3 separate regions of the Sus scrofa genome follow, and all the other regions are linked to region 2. A link is a contact called in public promoter capture Hi-C data. All regions are on one chromosome and are shown on one strand. Each heading gives the region's core, a stretch centred on a gene start, on an enhancer-like site or on the middle of the called end of the contact. The rest is flanking DNA. Distances are from core to core; before and after follow the strand shown. Region 1 holds the start of WASHC4 (WASH complex subunit 4). Region 2 holds the start of HSP90B1 (heat shock protein 90 beta family member 1). Region 3 holds the start of ALDH1L2 (mitochondrial 10-formyltetrahydrofolate dehydrogenase).

Region 1 (2,700 bases), core at 144-2,643, 1.1 Mb before region 2:
ACCCCAATCATACTTTCATTCCACTATTTTGCAGACACTAGACTAGGGAGTCTCTGTCCGTAAAACTTCATACATGACAAGGTGCAGTTCACTTTAACAGTGAATATAGAATCTTCCCCATAAAAAAGTTAAAGAATTTTGTTATTACCAACAGGTCTGGTTTTTCACGGTGCATAAGAGCTAACAACTTACAGAATGTTTTGTGAAAAACCGAATCCTGAATTAAACTCAGACCGCTTTGAGTAGTTAATAAAACCTAATTATATCTAATTTGTTTTTGTAAAATTATGCAAAAATCACACGTAATCTTTTAAAATTATGTTCACCTTCTGAAAAACCTACATTAAAAAAAAACATTCTAGCAGTATGTCCCAAAATCTCTTTTATCACCTATAAAAATTAATACCACCAATGGCAAGAAACAGGTTGCCAATTTGTATTCATCTTAAGCAGCGTTTCACCAAAATAATTTGGCATCTAAACTTTGCTCCATGAAACTGAATTTGTTAAGTTTTGGGGGGTTAGACTTATAAGGTAAAATGAGACAACTCAATTTTACATAGTAAAAGCTGAAGTAGACTTACTATAATTTCTGAAACCTTTCTAGGTGCGCTGAAAACTACAGGACAACACTGAAAAAGACCACTTAACATAAATAAAAGACCTCGAGGGAGATAAACTGACATTCGCGTGTATATATTTTACCGCGTGAAGAGTTCTTTTTCACTATCTTCTACAGTAATAATAATATGAATGAAAAAAAACACTCAAACTTCCACAAGTTGGTTTGGGAGGAAAAAGAAGAAAAACAGGAAACCGAAACAGGAACCCGGACTTCAGCCTCACTTAGAACTGAACGTTCTGAGGATCTGGTTAAAGCCCCAGAGGCCAGAGTCGCGGCGGCCTCCCCTCCCCGGGGTCCTGGCCTCCCGGGCGCGCCCCGTCAGGGCCCGCGGCTGCACAAAGTGGACGCCGCGCCCACTGGCCACTGCGGTCGCCCCAGGACAGTCACCGCCCAAATAGCCAAGCCCTGGCCTGGCCAGCCTGAGCCACCATCGCGTGGACTCCCAACCCCGAAAGTTACGTTTGGAAGGCGTCCCTCTCACACCCTAAGGCGCAGAAAGTATCCCGAACCCGGGGGCTACGCGCCGCTCCAAGAGCCCTCCTGCACAAGCGCTGCCCTGGCTGAGGCGGGATGGGGAGCGCCCACCCGCAGTCCTTGCCCTGCCGCTCCCTTACTCTGTGAGCCGTCGTCAACGCGGTCGAACTCCCAGTCCGGGGACAGCGTCTCTACCGCCATCGCACCGGCGCCTCCCACAGTCACAGCCCCAACCAGCCTGAGCTACAACGGCGGCCTCACCCCGGCGGCTGTCATAGCACGTGACTTCCGGCCCGGGCTCCGCCCCTCGCTCGCAAGGGCCAGCCGGGCCCAATGCCCCTGCCGGGCCGCGGGGACCGCTGGGAAAGCGAGTCCTCCGCGGTGGCAGAAAGCGATGGCCATGGCGGCGGCGGCGGTGCTTGCGGTGTCCTCCCGCTGCTACTTCGGCCTCGCCACCATTCAGTTCATGTCTCACGCCCCATCGTTATCTTCACTTTCGCTCTACTGTCTCCAAGCCATTTTTATACCAGGGGAATTTATCCCCCAGTCTAGCCTGAAAAGCACAAAATTGATGGAGCGGCGGCTGAACAAGAAGGTGTGGTCCTCGAGGACGTGGCTGTCCAAGCGCTTCTTCCAAGAAGCCCGTACAGCCAACGCCTTCCCGGTCGCCCCTGTCGGAGCTCTTTCAGCTCTTGTCCTGCACACCTTTTCTTGAGTTGGAGGGGGGGAAGGTGTTCAAGAGAAGGGGTTACTTTATGAACACTTAAGCGAGGAATTTTACTTCTCTGCTTATCTTGTTCTCTTGGGCTCTCTACCCACCTCCTCTAAAAAGGCAGGGCGGGGACGACGGAGTGGAGAAGAAAAGCTGTTTTGAGTTCTAAAATGCGCCTACCTACCAAGTGGCTTTTTGGTGATCAGATCTATGTTACCCAGTAATGCTGCATGTGTACAGGTAATTGCATGGCAGTGTTCACTACGGCATGGTTTTTAATAGTAGTAAGGAGATTTAAATGTCAATCAATAGGGAGTAAATACATAAAGTTTAATATGTGCATACTACGAAATGCTAGATCGGTGTTAAAAGAAATGAAGTAGATTTATAGAGACACCAGAAACTGACAGAAGGTAGCTGCAGAATAATGTGTATTTGTGGTTACATTTGTATTTTTCTACAAACGTGTACTTGCATGTGTGCATGTAAATACTAAGAGAACTCAAATCACTCTCAACAGGAAGTCAACTGGAAAAGAGTAAGTGTTGGTTATTAGTGAATTTTCAAGTTTTATTGTGACTACCTATGTCTTTAATTTTTAACAATAGGAATTTTTTTAATGTCTTCTGTAATCTTATAAAGGACCAAAAATAATTAACTTTATCAAAGCAAGTAAGCAGTTTCTTGAAGAGTTTTCCCTGAGGCCGGTGAATCTACAGTAGGTCAAATATTTGAATGCCCACTATGTACCAGACACAATCCTAGATGCAGAGATTATTATGAAAAAGCAGATGAGAAAAGTGGATCCCACCCCCATGGGGTGCTTGATGTCTTCTTGGGCATTTTAGAAAAGAAAAGAGGAAGAGGAGTTCCCATCGTGGCGCAGTGG
Region 2 (2,912 bases), core at 386-2,885:
TCAGAAAAATAAACCCAACTTCCCTCTACTAAGAAACAAACTCACACTCATTTTTGCTCCCTCTCACAGGCCTGTCCCTCTGCCTGCCTAAGGGTCTACATAATTTTAAATCCTAAGAGACCAAAGTAAAACATCACTCCACTTACAGAAATCTTTAAGGAAAAAAAAAAAATTACCAAGGGTACACACTTGCCAAGTACACAACCAACTGTAGATCTTTTCTAAGATCTTAGGAAGGCTATAGCGCCAGTATTATCAAAACAGTTTTCCAAAGAATTCATTCCGTTTTGACCATTCTTAGGGGCAATTTAGGAGATACTGTGCATGCACATGCTTGCTCCCCCTAACGTTTTCTCTACTATCTAGTAATTAAATTCAAAGTGTTAAAACTTCATCTGGACCTTTGGAGAATGAACATAAAAAAATTACTGTATTCCAGGGTTTCCCAGGGGTTATTTGCATCGTTCCGGAAGAGTACAAACCTCTGTACTATTTCATCATCTGTCCTGGAACCTTCTCTACTTTTACCCAGATCTTCTTCCACTGTCCCATCCACATCCACTTCATCCTCAGCGCGGACAGACCCTGCGGGAAAATGTAATACCAGAAAACTCTCAAACACCATAGCTCCATGTACTTCTTAGAAGAAACAAGATCAACAAGGCAAGGGTAGATGTTGCAAAATTCACTTGGAAAATATGGGAGGTGGGGATGAAAGAATGGATCCACTGGCTTGAATATCCAATATAAACCCATGTCAGCATATTTCTTATTTAAGTTCAGATACTGAGGTCCCCCAGTGGATTCTGAAATACGGAGGCAGCCATCACTTCTGAAAGGTGGCCCAGAGATTCTTCACAAACAGCGCTTAGCTGATTTGCTACCAGGCCCCCTGTACATTCACACGTGTTGCGCGCAGGCCGACACAAGGCTCCAAACTGACCATGCCAAACTTAGTCCTTCGATGTCACAGGTCAGAGCTCAAACAGAATTTGTGCAACCTCTAGCGAGGGGAAGTGAAATTGGGCCTAGGGGCCTGACAAAGGGAAGAAATATTTAGAGATTTTAAAATGTTAAGGAGTTTGAGCGAAAGTGAATCAACCGCGCTGCCAATGCCGGTCCGCTGCCCCAGGGCCCCAAGCTTCACAGTCCAGCACCTAAGAAAGGAAACTCGCGTTGGCGAACAGTCGGAATACCGGGGGCGGAGGGTCCTCAAACTCGAGCGGCCAAAGATTGCGGCGTTTGACAAAAGTCCTCGGAAGGGGACACGCAATGCTCCCAAGGGGCGCGAGCCCAAGCCAGGCCCCACTCCCAGAAGACTGAGACTTCTAAGAGCGGATACTAGGACATCCGCAAGAGATTTAAACGACTCCATTCTCCTTTTTTCTTTCCAGAGTAATTAGAGTAAACGAAATCCCCTGAACCTCTTTCGAGGAAAATCGATGGACATCCCCATCCGCCCAGCGCAGACCGTGTTATCCCCTTCCCAGGTTCAACGCCCCCAGAACCTTCGAGAAGAGGCCGTGTTGGAGCGGGGGGGCGTCCAGGGGTGCCCGCTCCTCCAGGATCACTCACCGAAGGTCAGCAGGACGCAGCACAGGCCCAGCACCCACAGGGCCCTCATGTCGCACGGCCGGTGAGTCTCAAGTCCCCTTTGATCGAAGGAGCCACCTCCGCCCCCCCTCCCCTGGGCTCAGAACCTCACAACCACAAGCCGTGCGATCCGCCCACTACCCCCCAAGCAGGTCGGGCCGCTTTTCACCCCCACTACTCGCGGGCGGGGGACGGGAAACACGAACCCGCCAATCGGGCTGCACCACGCACTCCCTGTACCCAATGGGAACTCGTAGGGGGGACCGCAGTCCACCAATCGGAGCTGTCCAGGTGCGGTGCCCGATGCCCGAAGCGTGGCTCCTTCCAATTGGTCAGTCTTGGCTCCTCTTCTCCAATCAAACGGTTCCGCGGGCCCCTCTCACGAGGGACCGCCCCTTTGCCTTGGTTGCTTTGGCCTCTAAGGGAAACCGTCCAATGAACGTCAGCACAGAATTCATCCCTCCAGGTGGAGAGGTCGCCCGGAACTACTTCCGGATCTTAGAGCGCGTTTATTCTGGGACCAAGAGAAGCGGTAGCCATGGCAACGCGCTCTTCACCTTTCCCTTGTCCCCGCGTGGGGTCATCTTGCGAATGATTCCGGTGCGACTTTTTGCAGCCAGTTTTCTATTTGGCAGTGCTTCTTGGAAAAGAGACACACGTGAGAGGTTGACAATCCCCCTAGCGATGTTCCATGGGGTGGTGAGAAACTACAGTTCCCGGCATGCAACGTACCCCGGGGAACACTGTAGTGAATGCTGGGAATCGTAGTCTTTATTCAGTTGCGTAGCTTGGCCCTTCTTTCCCCATTTTTCCAGTGTGTCTCCGCCGGAACTCTGTGCCGCGCGTTTTAGTGTTTACATTTCCTTCCCCTTGCGGTAGAGATTTGTACCTGTTCCAGACTCTTCAGTGTACACAGCCTTCAGAAGCGGGCCTAGAAAGCCGCCAGGTCTTGGGTGAGGCCGCCCAGTATTATGGGCTTGGGCCTCTCGAGTCTGGGACTCGCCTCCAGTTGGAGAACACGCTTTTCCGAATCTGTCTTCTCGCGCTTCCCTAGGTCAGCCGGAGCCCCTGTTACGTCTGTACTTTTCGTGGCCAGAATCTCCAGGCCTTCTGATTGGATTTACAGAAGAGGAGGACAGTGGGGCTATTTATTTATTGTCCCTTGAGAGATTGCGAGCAACTTTGATGCCCTCTACTCCTTGGTGAAGTTCAAAGGCGGTCACCTACAGAGCCCCTGCTGTAAGTTAAGTAGAGAGCGTGGTAGTAAAGCCAGTCTAGCATAGAAAAAACAAAAAACAAAAAAACCCCTCTCAATTTGA
Region 3 (2,769 bases), core at 259-2,758, 1.0 Mb before region 2:
CGACATCAAGGACATCTTGTTAGATCTGGATGAATATAAACTTATTTTCTAAAGTTGAGTTGGAGTATATAATAACGTCACTCAGGAAAAACCGCACTCCTTGCCCACCCTCCCCAGTTTAGAACAAATAAAATGAATACAAATATTTGGAAGTTTAGTAGAAGCAAGAAGTCACAAAATGCAGTCAGGGAGATGGGTTGAATTGTCAAGGAGCAGTTCCCAAGACAAAACCTTGGATGTTTGCAGCAATCCTCCAGGCTTTAAGAATGGTGTTTTTTCTTTCCTTCTTACCTTCTTAAATACATTCATTCATTTGTTCTCTCTCACTCTCTCTGTCTTTTTTCTTTTTATGGCCATACCTGTGGCATACAGAAATTCCCTGGCTAGGGATTGAGTTGGGGCTGCAGCTGCTGGCCCACACCACACCCGCAGCAACACCAGATTCAAGTCACATCTTCGACCTACTCTGCAGCTCGTAGGCAACGTTGGATCTTTAACCCATTGAGCGAGGCCAGGAATTGAACCTGAATCCTCACGGACACTATGTCAGGTTCTTAACCCACTGAGCCACAATGGCAACTCCTGTTTTCTCTTTCAACAAGTATGTTCTAAGCTTTTCTCAGTGGTAGATACTGTACATCCTGATAAATAAGGCATGGACTCACCTGCTATGAGCTTCCTGTAGAGAAGATGACAGAAACATAATTACCAGGAACAGATTCAGGGATGATAAGAAATGCATAGACAAAAATCCTCCTCAGTTCAGAGGAATGAAAACTCACCCTGTGAAAGAAAATGCCATGGAGGTGATGAGGAAAGCATCACAAAAAGTGCCTACAGGAGGCAGCATTTGAGCTATAACTTTAAGAAAAGAGGAATTTGGTCATGCCTAGATGGTAAGCTTTCCTGGGAAGCATAAACCAGGAAGGAAGAGGTAAGTACTACGGTTTGGCTTTATTACACGTGCAAAAGAGCAGCAATAAATCAGAGGAAATACCAAACTTCAAAAGACCTTGAAGGCCAGGCTAAGGAGTTCTGTTTGGGACAAGTGCTCAACTAAAGCATATCTTGAGCGTTCCTTTAGAGAGGTGAAGGGAAAGGACGTCTATCTTCTATCTACCTGTCCATCATCTGTCAGGACCGGCTCTGTGCCAGGCTCTCTGCCTGGAGCTTTGTACGCCGTCTCTCGTTTATCAGACAGGGAGATAGGAATCAGGACCCTCACGTGGTGAAGGTGTCCTCACCCGTTATCTTTCGCATCTCCACGCACGTGCCTGTTGTCCTCTCAAATCTGTGTAAGGACATGGCTTAGGGTGTCAGGCTGGCCTTTAAGGCAGATCCTTTTGTACCTAAGAGGGTGTGAGTAACAGGTAGAAGACTCCGCAGCGAGTGAGTCTGGAACCTAGGCAGCCGCCGGGAGCTCAGCACCGCACGAGCTCGGCTGCGGGCGGCTGGAGCACGCCCCGCCCAGTCGCACGGGATTGGCCGCGTTAGCCCGGCCAGCTGGAGGAGGCGGGGTCCTGGGACTGGCCGAGGCCTTTAGCTGCCAGCGCCTCCGCCCCGGCCTCGGAGGCTGTAGGCCGCTCCCAGGCTAAGGCGCCCCCGTCTGCGTCCTGCACCCCTGCGCCCCCAGCGCGAGCGGTCCTTTGCAGCATGCTGTGGCGGAGCAGCCAAACGCTCCGGCGCTTCTCTACTGGCCGGGTGAGTCCCGCCGGGGCGAGCGTCCTGACTCTTACAGGGGACTGGTTTCCAGACCCCGGGCTGGCGGGTGGGCCGGGCGGCGGGACTAAGGGTGAGCAGCAACGTTTTGACTTTGCTAAAAACCAAGACAACGTTTTTTAAATTGGGAGACTGAAGAGACGGGTCCGAGGAGGTTCTAGGATGGGTCTTGTCAAACGAGCCATTGTCTCCTACGGGGAAGGGGCTGAGGATGTAGTTTTTGAACATCTAAGGTCTGGCTGGGATTGACAGGGTGGAAACAGTCACTTGGCAAGGGGGACCGAGTCGGCTTCCTTTCTGCTTTCATTTCAATCCTGAGAGCCTTGCCTAGTTAAGAAATGGAGCCAAGATTCTGGACCAGGGTCATCCCCTGGAGAAGAGTAGAATCAACTCAGCGGAGTTCTTCCAGGCCTGAGAGGTGTGAGCGCCCCGAACTGGTACGCAGGGCCCATTCAGATAATGGCATTCCGAGCTGGTGGCTGCAATCTCTTCATTCCTGAGCTGCATGCAGCAAGATTTCTAGCATTACCAGGCGCTGCAGAAGCAGCCACCCTGGAACACTAGTAAACTATGGTGCAAGAACTGAGCCCTGGCATAGCCCCGAGCTTTGGAATTGCATCAGCTTCTCCAGAACTGGAATATGAGAGGACACGTTGCTTGCAGCACCGCTGCCTTCAGCACTTCAGGGCAGCCTCAGGAGAGGTGCCTCGCTGCATGAAGGCAGACTCAAGCTGTTTAGGGAAGAAAGAAATCCGTCCCATTGTACATTATCTCTTTTCAGGAAGTGCACATTTGCTGTATTATAAAAGAATTTGCTTTTGACTGTCTCTCTCTGCCAAAGTCATATGCACATGTGTACATATCCAGATGTTAAAAACTTGGAAGCAGAAGTCTTGAGTAGCATCAAGAACTGGCCCAAAATTGCATAAATGGAAAAGCTTTTGTCTTCCAGACAGCCCCAAATAATGAGAATTCATTTTATCCCAGTCACTTCTAGTTAATCTGGAAGTTACTTCTAGTTAAACTGGAGGTATTCATCATTCTTTTTTT

Evidence for each region. Promoter capture Hi-C pulls out the DNA fragments that hold promoters and counts their contacts.
Region 1: a contact with region 2 is called in a promoter capture Hi-C map of liver, with 5 times the contacts expected there. The contact joins the promoter of WASHC4 here to the promoter of HSP90B1 in region 2. A contact is called at or near these places in 2 of 5 promoter capture datasets (fetal skeletal muscle and liver) and 1 of 47 Hi-C or Micro-C datasets (liver).
Region 3: a promoter capture Hi-C map of fetal liver shows a contact between it and region 2, with 3 times the contacts expected there. The contact joins the promoter of ALDH1L2 here to the promoter of HSP90B1 in region 2. A contact is called at or near these places in 1 of 5 promoter capture datasets (fetal liver) and 1 of 2 datasets of contacts at active chromatin or transcription factors (skeletal muscle).

The regions. Positions count from the first base shown.
Region 1 is chr5:79,473,262-79,475,961 of Sscrofa11.1, forward strand. WASHC4 (WASH complex subunit 4) reads right to left here and starts at 1,394. Exons shown (of 34, transcript XM_021092625.1): 1 at 1,240-1,394. The coding sequence starts at 1,300.
Region 2 is chr5:80,529,227-80,532,138 of Sscrofa11.1, forward strand. It overlaps HSP90B1 (heat shock protein 90 beta family member 1), which reads right to left and starts at 1,636. Exons shown (of 19, transcript NM_214103.1): 1 at 1,576-1,636; 2 at 483-585. The coding sequence starts at 1,624.
Region 3 is chr5:79,491,164-79,493,932 of Sscrofa11.1, forward strand. ALDH1L2 (mitochondrial 10-formyltetrahydrofolate dehydrogenase) reads left to right here and starts at 1,509. Exons shown (of 24, transcript XM_001926587.6): 1 at 1,509-1,701. The coding sequence starts at 1,654.